Regions from separate parts of the Mus musculus genome. Here region 2 is linked to region 1. The links are chromatin contacts, called in public HiChIP or PLAC-seq maps. All regions are on one chromosome and are shown on one strand. Each heading gives the region's core, a stretch centred on a gene start, on an enhancer-like site or on the middle of the called end of the contact. The rest is flanking DNA. Distances are from core to core; before and after follow the strand shown.

Region 1 (6,581 bases), core at 1,056-3,555:
TTAGAATTGGGAACAAAACACCCATGGAAGGAGTTACAGAGACACAGTTTGGAGCTGAGAAAAAAGGATGGACCATCTAGAGACTGCCATATCTGGGAATCCATCCCATAATCAGCCTCAAAAAGCTGACACCATTGCATACACTAGCAAGATTTTGCTGAAAGGACCCAGATATAGCTGTCTCTTGTGAGACTATGCCGGGGCCTAGCAAACACAGAAGTGGATGCTCACAGTCAGCTATTGGATGAATCACAGGGCCCCCAATGGAGGAGCTAGAGAAAGTAACCAAGGAGCTAAAGGGATCTGCAACCCTATAGGTGGAACAACAATATGAACTACCCAGTACCCCCCAGAGCTCGTATCTCTAGCTGCATGTGTATCAGAAGATGGCCTAGTCGGCCATCAGTGGAAAGAAAGACCCATTGGTCATGCAAACTTTATCTGCCTCAGTATAGGGGAATGCCGGGGCCAAGAATTGGGAGTGGGTGGGTGGGGGAGCGGGTGGGGGACTTTTGGGATAGCATTGGAAATGTAAATGAAATAAATACCTAATTTTAAAAAAAAGAAAGAAAATGTCAGGTAGGACTTGTCTCAAGCTGGTTCGTTTGTTCTCATCTTGTTTCTTGTGTGATAGAACCTGGCTCTTTGTCATATCCCCCTTCCACCCAAAATGTGAAGCTCAAAAAGTATTAGCAAGGAGGAGTAGATGTAGCTCTTAGTATGGGTCAAGCTCTCCCCTCTACTCTCATGTGTACTACTTCATGCAAGAGCTTCCTATGGTAGGTGCTAACAGCGTGAGAATGATAAGTTAAACCATACAAAGTCCCACAGCCACTGGTAAGGGTTTAGGGACAGGAGCTGACATGAAGTCCCTTGTCTTAAGCGTTCATATTGTTAACTATCACACTAATGCAGAAGCTGGTGACCAATTGGAAAGTAAAGGCAGCAAGGACCATCTCACGGCACAGTGCACAATGATAGCGACCCTGAGAGGCACCCCAGAGCTTCCAACTATGTTACCACAAGTCCCTGTCCCCCCCAGATCTGCAGTGTTCTCTCCACTTGCATGCTCACACACATCCTCCCACTATAGAGACAGTGCAGCTGGTGGGTTATTCTCCCTGCCTCATTTTGATACTCCAAGGAGAACGCTGATATTATATATTAGGATTGCGGAGTGAGGTTGGGGGAGGGGGAGCAGGTAGTCATGAGAGACATAAGATTTATCTTCCTAATTTCTTTTGTTTCTCCAAAGGAAAAGTTTGGTAACTCCAACTAAGATCTTTCCTGATGGTGAGAACATCGCTTAACTCTCTAGCTTGCTCCTTCTTTGTGCCTGGGAAGAAAAGGACACTGTCGTGAGCTCATAGGATGGTTCAGTGGATAAAGGGGCTTGCTGCCAAGCCTGACAACCTAGTTTGATCCCTGGGTCCCACATGGTAGAGAGAGACAGCAAATTGTCCTCTGGCCTCAACATGTGTGTCATGGCCAAGTGTGTGCCCATGTATGTACACACATATGTAAAGAAGTGCAACAACACTTTGAAGTGTCCCATAAAGCAAAGACAAAAGTATAAATTAGAAATAGCAAAGAAGCCAAAGCAGATAACATCCTCCAATATCAATGAACAGGAACAAAAGAAAGCTTGAAAATGCTGGCCATTTGGAAGAGGGATATCGAAGGTCTTGGCATGTACATTTTGCCTTTGCAATGCCTTAAGTGATAAATATTTGTCCTCTTAGCCCCTGCAAGTGAAGGACTAGACATCCTTTGAGGAGATAATCTGTACTTACTAGCCCTGACTTCCAACTCCCCTCTTTTAGTTGCTATCCTGGTTAATGTTGGGTATGTCTATGGGTCTCTCTCTTCTGAATGGGGTAAACATCTGCAATGACGAATGTTGGGTAGCTCTGGCTCCTTAGAGTCTCAGGAGGGACCTAGCACATTATTGAATACATTCTACCAAAGATCTGCACCATAGGCTCTGGGCTAGGAATAATACTGTTAATGTGGTTTAGGTGCTGGCTGTGAGAGCCAACGTTTTGTTTGATACACTAGAATATTTAACTGATATTCACACACTAGATTTTTGCTTTAGCCTTGAGAACAAAGTATAACTGTCACACCTAGAAACATTTGAACTTGAATATTAATCCTAGAAGGCTCTTCAGCATCTTCCAGGATGTCCCCTCTAGAACAGAGGAGGAGGAGACTCTGAAGTAACACACTGCTATAGTTGCTTAATGACACATGGCTCATCTGAACACCCAGCATTACACCCCTCACCCCACACACCACCACCATCATATCTACATGCCCCAGCTTCCTCCAGAACCTCACGAACCAACCACAGCTGCAGCCACACGCCAGCCCTAAGGTACCCATTTACAAAAAGTCCAACCTGGAGGTGGAGTGGAAAGTATTGAAGCGCTAATGTAAAACTCCCCTTGACCTCATGGCCTCATTTATCAAATGTCCTATTACTTTCATTTCCTTTAGAGATAACTTGATGGCAGGATGTCTGCGCCTGCTGTCTCCTCCTGTTGTCACTGTCTAGCAAGTCAAGGGCCCTGCTAGAAGTCTCTTTAACCCCAGACATTGGCTTTGGTGGCCACTGCTTTGCTGACACTGTTTACCAATGGCCACCAATGGAGTCACTTTATTAAAGATGAGGGTGGATTGCCACTATGTTTGTTCATCATCTTTCTGGGGTCCTCGGAGACTTCTGATGCTGTGAGTGAGTTTCTTCTTGTTTTGAAGCAAGCATCCTCCACTTTCATGTGCACTTGCTATTGCTAGGTGCCTTCCTCTTTCTCTGGCTCCTTTTGCCATCTCTGCTATCCATATAGCTACCTAAGATTCTTAAGTCTCCCTAGAGTTTCTCTTATCTTCTGTTTTAGTCCCCTGTTGCCACAACAAACCAACCAAAACTTTGTGGTTTCAAACTGCAACAAATTCTTGTCCCTAAGATCCTGTGGCTTAATTAAGTGCTCATGTGTCTGTGGTATTGGCGAGGGAGTCAGGGTGGGGATGGTAGTGGTGGTGGATGGTTGTTCAGAAATAGCCTTACTAACATGGCTGGACATTAGTTCTAGCCACTGGCTGGGAGCTCAGGTTGAACTGACAGTTGATGGCCTGAGCCTCCCTTCAAGAGATCTTAAGCAATCTCCCCATTCTGCTTCTTGAAAATGGGCCTGTGCTTTACCAGTGCTCCCAAGGATAAAGCTGCCAGTGCTCATCAGGCAGAGGGATTCAAAACTTCCGGATGCCCCTGCTTGGTCAAGACAAGCACACAAGGAAGAGAGCTACATCTTTATGAGGTGGCATTTCAGGCAGAGAGAGGGAATGGGTGGCAGACACAGGTGATAATCTGTCATGGTTACCCTTCTGCCTTTGACAGTGGTTAGCACTCGCACCTGCCCAAATCCTCATTCCATGATGGAATCAGCTCCAAGTCGTCACTATAATATAGCAGTCTCTCCTCTACTCCCTAATACTGTTTCTCAGCAGTTGCTTCTGTGTGGTTGCTAAAGGAGGAGGCATCATGATCCCTCTGGGTCAAGATGGCAAGTTATATCACAAACGAAGAACCTGTTGTGGGAGAGGATGCAGAAGAAAGCCATAAAGTCGAGAGCACACAGGACGGGCAAGCACCACTGTTGTGAGCAATTCTGGAATTCCACTGGGCACATGTTACCATTTTGCCCTGACGCCTGGGCCAGAGAATGTCCCTGGATTGGTTGTGTGTTTCTGCTTCTTGTGAGTAGTTTTCCATGGCTCTTGGCAATTCCTTGAGGATTCCTGGCTTTTCCTTCTGAATCCTCCTTCCTTTCCTGTAAGAAATACCCTGTGAGCTGGGTGTGGTGGTGCATGCCTGTCATCTTAGAACTCAGAAGGCAGAGACAGGAGAATCACTGCAATGCATGGCCAGCCTGCTCTTAATAGCACATTCCAGCAAGAGCTACATAGTAAGACCCTGTCTCAAGAAGCCCCAATCCAAACCAAACTGACAAAGCCAAATGTCCGTTGTGTTTAGTTGAGGTGCTCTCTTAGGCTTCTTTCTGCTTGGAGGATGTTCGAGGTCTTGGCATCCCTTTTAATTTTTCATTATTTGTCCCTTCAAATGTTCAAGTTTAAGCTGATATAAGTCCTTTTAAATTTTGTGAGATCTCTGTGTTCTCAATCACCCATCGTGACTTGTAGCCATCACCATCTTTACCAGAACAGCTGCGATTAACCACAGTCACCCCTTCACAAGCTCGTGCCCACTGAGCTGGCATAGGGAGAGTATCTGACTATTGTGCATGAAGCCCCGGCTTTGATTCCTAGCACTGCATAGTATAGCATGGTGCTGTACTCCTGTTCCTCTGGAGATGGGAGAAAGAGGATCAGAAGTTCACTGCTCTAAGAAACAGCTCACTCTCATTCCTGCAAGTGTAACCAATAAACTCATTGTGTCACCAAACTAGTGTCATTTCTTTAGTCTGTCATGGGTACCTTACCTGAGAGGTGTAGACGTTTGCCCTGAACTTCATGCCACGTTATACCCGAACAGATCTATTTGAAGACAGACTGCCTAAGCTACAGGATTTTAGTGTTAAAAACAACTGGGGTAAGGGCTAGAGCCATGGCTCACCAGTTAAGAGCACTTGCTGCTCTTGCAGAGGATCTGAGTTCAGTTTCCAGTACCCACGTCAAGTGACTCATAGTTGCCTGTAATTCCAGTTTCAAGGGATCCATTACCCCCTGGCTTCCACAGGCACCCGCATACAATGCAGTGCACATACATACACTCAGGCATATACTCATTAAAAAATACAAAATAAATAAATGTTTAAAAACTTTTCCAGGGTGCTAGCTACTGTATTCCTGGGAAGTTCCCTGTCCAGAAGCAACACCCTTCCCCACCCCACCCCCATTTTTTCTAATGGAGAGATCCGTGGGTACCACTTAGACTTTTAGGATTTTGATAGTCTGACGACCACACGTTTGATCTGTTCTTCACCCGGACACTGTGTTTTCTAGGTAGCTTTTGGAATTGATTGTTACCCTGTGTTCTTTGAGAATGTCTTGTTAGCTAGAGGTTTAACCAATATGAAATCACTTGAAAATCCTTTGTCAACAGTTGAAACTATTACCTCTAAATTCTTCCTGAAAATGGAGTGATTCAGTTAATCTCACCCTTCCTGTACCCTATCACCATCATCGAGTGAAGCAACCACCATCTTCTTAGCCAGCCTCATGGTCTTTTCTCCCATCCAAGCACTAGCCTTGCGTAAACCTGCTTAGCATCTGAGATCCGGTGAGATGAGGTGTGTTCAGGGTGATATGTCCATAAACTTAGGTATTTTATCTCTTGTGTTACTACTTCACCGATAACCCCTGTCCCTGGTAAACTGTACTAAATTTGACCTAAAGCTGTCACCATAATTAAGATCACTCTACAACATGACTTAGCATGTAGATAAATTGCACTCTAACATATGAGAATATTTTTGTAACAAATAGCTAAGTCTCAGCCAATCATAGCAGCTGAGTTTCTACCGATGACAGGCTGCTTGTTGATTGGAATATGTTCGCATAAAGCAAATGTCTTATCACGTTATACCCAAATTAGATGAATGATGACAAGTAATCAGCCAAGCTATTTCTGTCCATTACCTCCCTTTTCTGTTTATTATATACCTACTGGCTTCTTATCTATGATTCTTCATTCACAGACTCAACCACCCCCAGTGGTGTGCTAGGACCAAGATTTACACTAAACATGCAAAGAGTTAATTTTGTCATTGTTTCCTAGGCAACACAGTGACTTCCATAGCATTTACATTCTACTAGGTATTATAGTAACCTAAAGATGATTTAAAGTTTGTAAGTGTACATGTGTACATTATATGAGATAGCAAATGTGGGCTTTGATACCTGTAGGACATCTCAAACTGTCCTTCAGGGAATGCTGGGAAATGGCTGAACCTCTGCCTACATGGCTACATGGGGAGGGTGGCTTTGATTCATGGGTGGGTCTTTGCTCTAATAAACTGCTACATTTAATTTGTCTAATGTTTCTCTTTGTTGTAACTTGTTTTTTCTTGTGATCTCTCTGCCATTGCTACTGGTGGTACAACAGTCAACAAGAGCACCTATTATGACCATCCTATCATCTCTATATTTTCATTTTCTTAAATTTTGATTTTGATTTTTCTCCATTTTTTAGGACTTGAACTTGAAATCCTCAGTGTCACCGAAATGCTCTGCTTCTTATCTCAAATGGAATGCTTTCCCTAAAGTCTTTATGAACTGTCTTAAGTTGATTGACCTCCTTGGTCTGGGGAAGATGGCTCAATGGATAAATTGCTTTCCGCACAAGCATGAGGACCAGAGTTGAGATCCCCTGACTTCAGGTCAAGATAGATGTAGTGATGCACCTGTCTGGAATCCAGGGCTCCCAAGTTGAGAAGGAAACCTGAGGTAAAGGAGTCACTCCAAAATAAACAAGACGCTCTGTCTAAAACAAGGTAGAAGGTAAGGACGAACTTCCAGGTTTGCCCTGTGATCTCCACACATGGGCCACAGCGCGTACG
Region 2 (6,581 bases), core at 2,336-4,835, 140 kb before region 1:
AGCAATCAGAGTTATCAGTCCCAGGACAGAATAACCTTCCACTTATAGTAATCAAAAAATCTGAAGGAGAAAAATAATGTTGCTTTTAACCATGAGATTTAACCCAACATAAGATTGTGGTGCAGGGCCGGGCAGTGGTGGCGCACACCTTTAATCCCAGCACTTGGGAGGCAGAGGCAGGTGGATTTCTGAGTTCAAGGCCAGCCTGGTCTACAAAGTGAGTTCCAGGACAGCCAGGGCTACACAGAGAAACCCTGTCTTTGGGGGGAAAAAAAAAAGATTGTGGTGCAGGGAAAGAAGGCCAGATTTTAGTTGGTGCTAGTTGGGAACTTCGCTTATATGCCTTAACTTCTGAGATCACCTGTCGGTAGGGAAATTAACCATGATACTCAGCTCACATGTCTGGTACAAAGCAGACCCACGTAGCTCAGTGTAGTCCTGGCCATCTTGGAACTCACTCTTAAGGTCAGGCTATAGATCAGTAGATAAGGGATCCCTTTGTGTCTAGATGCTTTAGGGTGATTTTCCTTAAAGGTTATCGGTGAAGATCTCTGCCTAGGACCAAAGGCCAGATAAACTCACTCTATCTCAAAACAACCTTCTGAATTTTCCATCAGGCAGTTTTACCAAGAACGCAAGTCAGTCTTTCAAGAATCTGATGGTCTCATTTAGCTCACCTCCCTTTCGTCTTACTAACTTTCACCCCGACACTTATTAACTCAAAAATAATATTTGTTGAATGCTTACTATGAATGAGGCAGGAACTGGGTAACAGGGCTGAACTGGAAGTGGAGCTGTTCTTGGGGAATTTGTATTAAGAATTCAAATATGGGGGGCTGGTGAGATGGCTCAGTGGGTAAGAGCACCCGACTGCTCTTCCCAAGGTCCGGAGTTCAAATCCCAGCAACCACATGGTGGCTCACAACCATCTGTAACAAGTGACTCCCTCTTCTGGAATGTCTGAAGACAGCTACAGTGTACTTACATATAATAAATAAATCTTTAAAAAAAAAGAATTCAAATATGGGGCTGGGTGCGGTGGTGCACAACTTTAATCCCAGCACTTCAGAGGGACAGGTAGACAGATCTCTGTGAATTACAGGTCTACAAAGTTCCAGGACACCAAGAACAATCTATGACATATGTAAGGGATTTTCAGTGATGATAAAGCCATGTAAGAAATTAAGCAGGAGTGACAGATGCTAGGGGAAAAAGGGAACGTCACTTCACACAGGCCAGCTGGCCTCATAATAAAACTTTCTTTTACCTACTAGTGAATTTGACTCAGTTAAGATGATCAAAGTAAGCCGGGCATGGTTGCACACACCTTTAATCCCAGCACTCGGGAGGCAGAGGCAGGCAGTTCGAGACCAGCCTAGTCTACAAAGTGAGTTCCAGGACAGCCAGGGCTACACAGAGAAACCCTGTCTCGAAAAAACAAAAACAAAAAAACAAAACAAAACAAAAAACAAAAAAAGATGATCAAAGTACTTTAAGTCTGCACTCCAATAGGAAGGTTGTCAGACACCTGAGCAGAAAACAATAACCCTCAATTTGGAGTTCACTTGATAAACTCCAGCACTCGGTTGATAGTACACTCTTTCAGAGTTTATAGGTTTGGCTCTTTCTACTGTTCCTTGGTGAAAGCTACATGGGAAAAGTAAGAAGTGCAGTGTGTCTTGATACCAATCATTAGCTTTGGTATTACAGACTCCTTTGAGTGAATGTGCATACGCCCTGGGCTCTGCAAGCATCGGGTGCTTTTTATCCCTATTGAGAGGTGAAATGCGAATCCAAAATTCAACTGATTTATCCTGGGATACCCCAGGTCAGATGCAGATAAAAATCAAGGCTGGCGATGTCTAACGGCTCTGCGCAGAGCTGGCTCCTTGGTATGGCATGAGGTCCTGGGCTCAAGCTCCAGGACTTCAGAGAAGAGACAAGGGGTAGCAGGAAGAGGGAAGGACAGAAACAGATGCTAAAGATGGTTATCTTCTCCCTGAGCCCAAACCTGTTTGTACCACCTCCACTGTTTGCCCAACCCTGCTTTTGCATTGTCGAATCGACTTTAAAAGGGACTTAAGCGTGGCACAAGGAGTTGGGTATGTGAAGGAACTTGGACATAACCGCTTCACTCTGAAGTACAAACTCGAGAGTCCCGAGGCCCCACTTTTGCCTTGCAGATCACACATCGACCATGCTAACTAACCCTCAGAGATAATTATCAGCCCATGATGCTGATGGGTACCAGATAATTCTAACGTGGTCTTGGCTCTGTCTTCTGAGAAGCTGCTCGATGTTTCCTGCTTGGGCCTGGCAAGCTTCACAGGGTTCCTAAGAAGAACCTCTACTTTCCTTTGTCCCTCCCAGAGAGGCGATGCATTTTCACTTCACGATGATTAAAACCCAGCGGCCTACGATACTATATTAGTTCACCCAGGCTTCTCAGAATCGTGTGTTAAAATCGAAACTGAAACATCATGGAGGTGGGAAGGTCTACTCATTAGAGTAGGTGATCCTGCCAGTTCCTGTAGAGCTATTCTGAGTGTTGGTGCTATTAAAAAAATAGGCATGAGATTCATGGTAGATCTCTAGATAAGGCTGTTCTCCTAAACAAATTTTGAAGAAATAATGGATTTGTAGACCATTAAAATTTACTGAGGACTAAAAGGAGAAATAACAAGGTGTCTTCATGTTAAACTTTGCTGCAGAGGTAAGGAGCCAAGAACTATTTTGAAATGACTCTCTGACTTAATTGTTCTTCACTCTCATGCCAACGTGTGTGTGTGTGTGTGTGTGTGTGTGTGTGTGTGTGTGTGTGTGTGTTAAAGTACTGCCACTTTTCTGGGAGAGAGATGAACTATTCGCATAGGCTAGTGCACACACTAGGAGGCTCTCTACAGCTTCCCCATCCTACCTTATCTCTTTGAAGTTTGACCCTGCAGCACAACTGGACTCCATCCTCCTTTAAATCATCCACCCCCTGGATACTGCCTGGTGGCATCTCACTGACTCCACTGGTTGGATATTCCTGACAAAAAGACATAAGATTGCTTGTGTTCCTTTCTCTAGCACCCGCTCACCTTGAATCGGTCTCCACCGTTAGACTAAAGATCAGGTGCCCCGGATACAACTTTGAGCTTGAGGTTATAGGCATTTATTTATAGGCCAGAAAGTTTCCTTCCAATGTTCGTAGTCAACAGATAGGAGTAGTTTAAAAAGATATTTGGGGGCTGGGGCTGGGGTTCAGTGGTAGGGTGTTCACCTAGCGTGTGAAAGGCTCCTGGCGTGAATTTCACACACACACACCCATGCACATACACACACATACACACACACCACTGCTTCCAACAAACAAAGAGAGCCTTTTTAATAGCTCATCTTCACTGACTGTCAAGGGATTGTTTTCTTCTGGAGACACTCAACCGACATGGAATTGAGCTCTGCCCATCTACAAATCCCCTGTAGGGTTTGTGAAACAAGCCATAATCCCCCTCATGAAAACACACACTGGCTATTTATGCTCATGCTTGGTCCAAATATTACAATTGTTTCTGGATTTCTGCCACATTCCTCTCGAGATGGTCATTTGGGAGAGTTTGTTTATAATGTGTGTTTTGAATGAAATTTTAAAATTCCAAGACCACAGGATGTAAGACTCAATTGTGGGTTAAACTTCATTTTTGCATTCCCCCCCCCCCCCCCAAAGAGGGCTTACTTACATTACAGCGGTGAACAGTGAATAGAAAACAGGGCAAAGGTATGTTTTTGGTTTTGTTTCAGGGATCAGTATTTGAAAGACTATGAAAAGCACATGCTACCTTGAATGATGAGGGAAAGTTGTTTCGAAATGGCCTGTGGCATTCGGTTGTTGGTTCAGGTGAATTAAAACATTAAGTGAGTTTATAGGAACCAGAACAAACAGTTTCTTTAGTGCCTGTGTGAATCGTGGCGTTAAAATCACAGACAAAACCCCTGAACTCCAAGATTGCATCTCTCTCCTCACACAAAGTCAAGCTTATTGAAATGAACAGTGGAACAGAACTCATTCAGAAGTTGGAAAAGAAAAGCTAAATTATAAAAGCTTTTCTAGGATTCCTTCTTTTCTGTTCAATCCTAGACTTGTCCCTTATGTCTTTGTTTATTTTCTAAGCTGATGCTAATTCTAACCGTCTGTCTGAGATTTTATGGGAAAATTTCAACTTTTAAATATAAATTAAGGTTTCTTGTATTTAAGTACAACTTGAAGTATTTTTTATTTTTTTGGGTTTTTTTTTGTTTGGTGTGTGTGTGTTACGAATGATAGACAATAAAGTGATGTGTCTGGCTTTCATGATTTTTCTGCTGGGCACCTCAGCCTTTGACGTTTGGATCTATTGTTTACTTCTTGGTACTTATGAGGTAAGGTACCATAGTGGATAAAGCCCTTGGAAATGAAGGCCCCGGTCTGAGGAGCACCTCGGCCACCGCTTTCGGCTGGATTTCTCCCCGCATCTCTGAGGGGCACCTCAGCCACTGCTTTCGGGTGGATTTCTCCACAAGCTGTTTCGGTTTACTTTCTCTCCATAAATCGGACGCACGTTCGCACGCGCACACCAGCGATTTCTATGACATAGCCTTTCTGGAATTCCATAAACACAGGATATCCAACATGGGCTAACCACTTGTCCAGAAAAGAAAATAAGCAGACGGTTGCCCACAGAACACAGCTTACATTCGGGCAGCAGAGTCCGCCAAGAAGCGATTGCATTGAGTCTCTGTCTGACTGATACTCCAACCTGGAAAGCGACAGAGTGCTTTGCAATGGCTGTTTCTTGTTAACAGAATGACTTACAGCCTCCGAATTGAGGGCTTATTTGATTTTTGACCTTGATCATCAGAGAGGGTGTTGTAGAGGACCACTGCAAATACTGTTCCTCTTAGGTACAAAGGAAAATGCTCTACTTAGGAAAAAAATAGGATAAAAACAATAAAATAATAAAACAATTTAATGTTTAATAAAATAAGACATTTGCTATCATATCAGGTGGACATATTTAGCTGTTCCTCTCTGACAAGAATCCTCAAAGCCTTTATAAAACATTAGGAAATAAATACTACCCTTCTTTGCTAAACTATTGACTAGTTTTGAGCTTAACACAGTCCTAAAATAAGAACACCAGCAGCAATCCCAAGCTTAGCTTCAACAGTGGAGTTTTATGCTAAGGTCTCCTCTCAGCTACTTAGTGCTCTAAATAAAGGGGGTTGGGAGTAGCAGCCCTTCCAGAAGCCAGGCAGGTTGGACTTGACAACCTTGCATTCCTATAACTACAGTGGGAGATCACTTTGCTAAATGTTACTCACTTTTTCTGGTCTACGGGTGGAGTTACTGAAACTGCCAATTCTAGGGCTCAGACGGTTCCTGTAAAAGCAGCCTTCAACGCATCGGAAAGACTTTCCTGGAGGAAGGAGCGCTGGCTCCATTTGTCTTTCTGGATTTACTGGGCTCGTTAATTCAGGTGCTCTGATAATGGTGCTAAGTGGGAAGAAGCCATTTTCTCAATTATCCTCGTCTGATAAGCCTTTTGGGAGTGCAATGAGCTACTGTCATTATGTAATTATGCCGTCCTTCTAGTTTCATGCCATGGGCAAAGCTCTGCAGCATCACGCCTTGGGTGTAGACCTGGTTGAGCAGCCCTTACCCTTCCACTCTAGTCTTCTATCTTCTTCTCCTGCAGTCCACCTTTCATAGCACACCTGCTTTTGTCTGCTTGTTTGGTCTTTTGGAAATAGGGCCTTACTGCTAACACAGCTTAGCCTGAAACTCTCAATTCTCTGACTTCAGCTTCTCAGTTCTGGGATCATAGGTGTGTGTGTCAACTATCCCAGATCACCAGGTCATCTGGGATGATCTTTCAAAAATATGAGTCATGCCTCACCACCATGCCCTGATTGACAGACAATCACATCTTTTCACGTCCTGCAGCTTTCTTCCAAGATCAGAGCAGTTGATTTGTCCAGAACGGGAGTTGGTAGCCAGAAGATATTGTGGTCATCAGTGATCTTTCATTGATAGCAATTGCATGATATACTATTCTAGTGTGATTCCACCAATAGTGAGTGTAATGGCACAGCCAAGGCTGAGAATGGGACATCTATCTCGTCAGTAGAAAACTTTTTTTTTTTTATTCGAGACAGGGTTTCTCTGTGTAGCCCTGGCTGTCCTGGAACTCACTTTGTAGACCAGGCTGGCCTCGAACTCAGAAATCCACCTGCCTCTGCCTCCCGAGTGCTGGGATTAAAGGCGTGTACCACCACCGCCTGGCTGTCAATAGAAAACTTATGTTCATCTTTAAGAAGGCCCTGCCTTCATCAAATGGGAGGATGCCAGTGCTGAATATATTGGAGGGATCTCTGGCATTTCTACTACAACCGTGAAAGCTGGACTCACTTGAAAGCATGGACCCAAAGGTCCAACATTTCTGCCCCTAAGCTGATTGATGCCCATATCTAAAATGTGTGAGTCATGGTCACTAACAGTGCTTTTTGCACCACCAATTGCTTAGCATTTTAGTCATCAGTGACAGTTTTGGCAACATGAG

What was found. HiChIP or PLAC-seq counts read pairs in DNA pulled down with a chosen protein or histone mark.
Region 2: a contact with region 1 is called in an H3K27ac HiChIP or PLAC-seq map of CD8 T cells, with 26 times the contacts expected there. The contact joins two enhancer-like sites. A contact is called at or near these places in 10 of 39 promoter capture datasets (3T3-L1-derived adipocytes, the C10 cell line, the HPC-7 cell line and 4 more), 1 of 15 datasets of contacts at CTCF or cohesin (CD8 T cells), 3 of 484 Hi-C or Micro-C datasets (bone marrow-derived macrophages, nephron progenitors and uterus), 9 of 115 datasets of contacts at active chromatin or transcription factors (CD8 T cells, the NIH/3T3 cell line, embryonic stem cells and 3 more) and 4 of 9 other capture datasets (adipose tissue, liver, macrophages and 1 more).

What each region holds. Positions count from the first base shown.
Region 1 is chr5:53,417,330-53,423,910 of GRCm38.p6, reverse strand. No RefSeq gene overlaps it. Among named protein-coding and RNA genes, the nearest start is that of Gm40304, 130 kb to the left of the region's middle. Within about 2 kb of position 2,305, at least 42 of the 459 cell types and tissues checked have an H3K27ac peak or open chromatin away from gene starts, as enhancers often do. A contact at or near this core is called in CD8 T cells and memory CD8 T cells, where this site is marked.
Region 2 is chr5:53,562,550-53,569,130 of GRCm38.p6, reverse strand. It overlaps a transcript of Rbpj not described here. Among named protein-coding and RNA genes, the nearest start is that of Gm40304, 19 kb to the right of the region's middle. Within about 2 kb of position 3,585, at least 86 of the 459 cell types and tissues checked have an H3K27ac peak or open chromatin away from gene starts, as enhancers often do. A contact at or near this core is called in CD8 T cells and memory CD8 T cells, where this site is marked.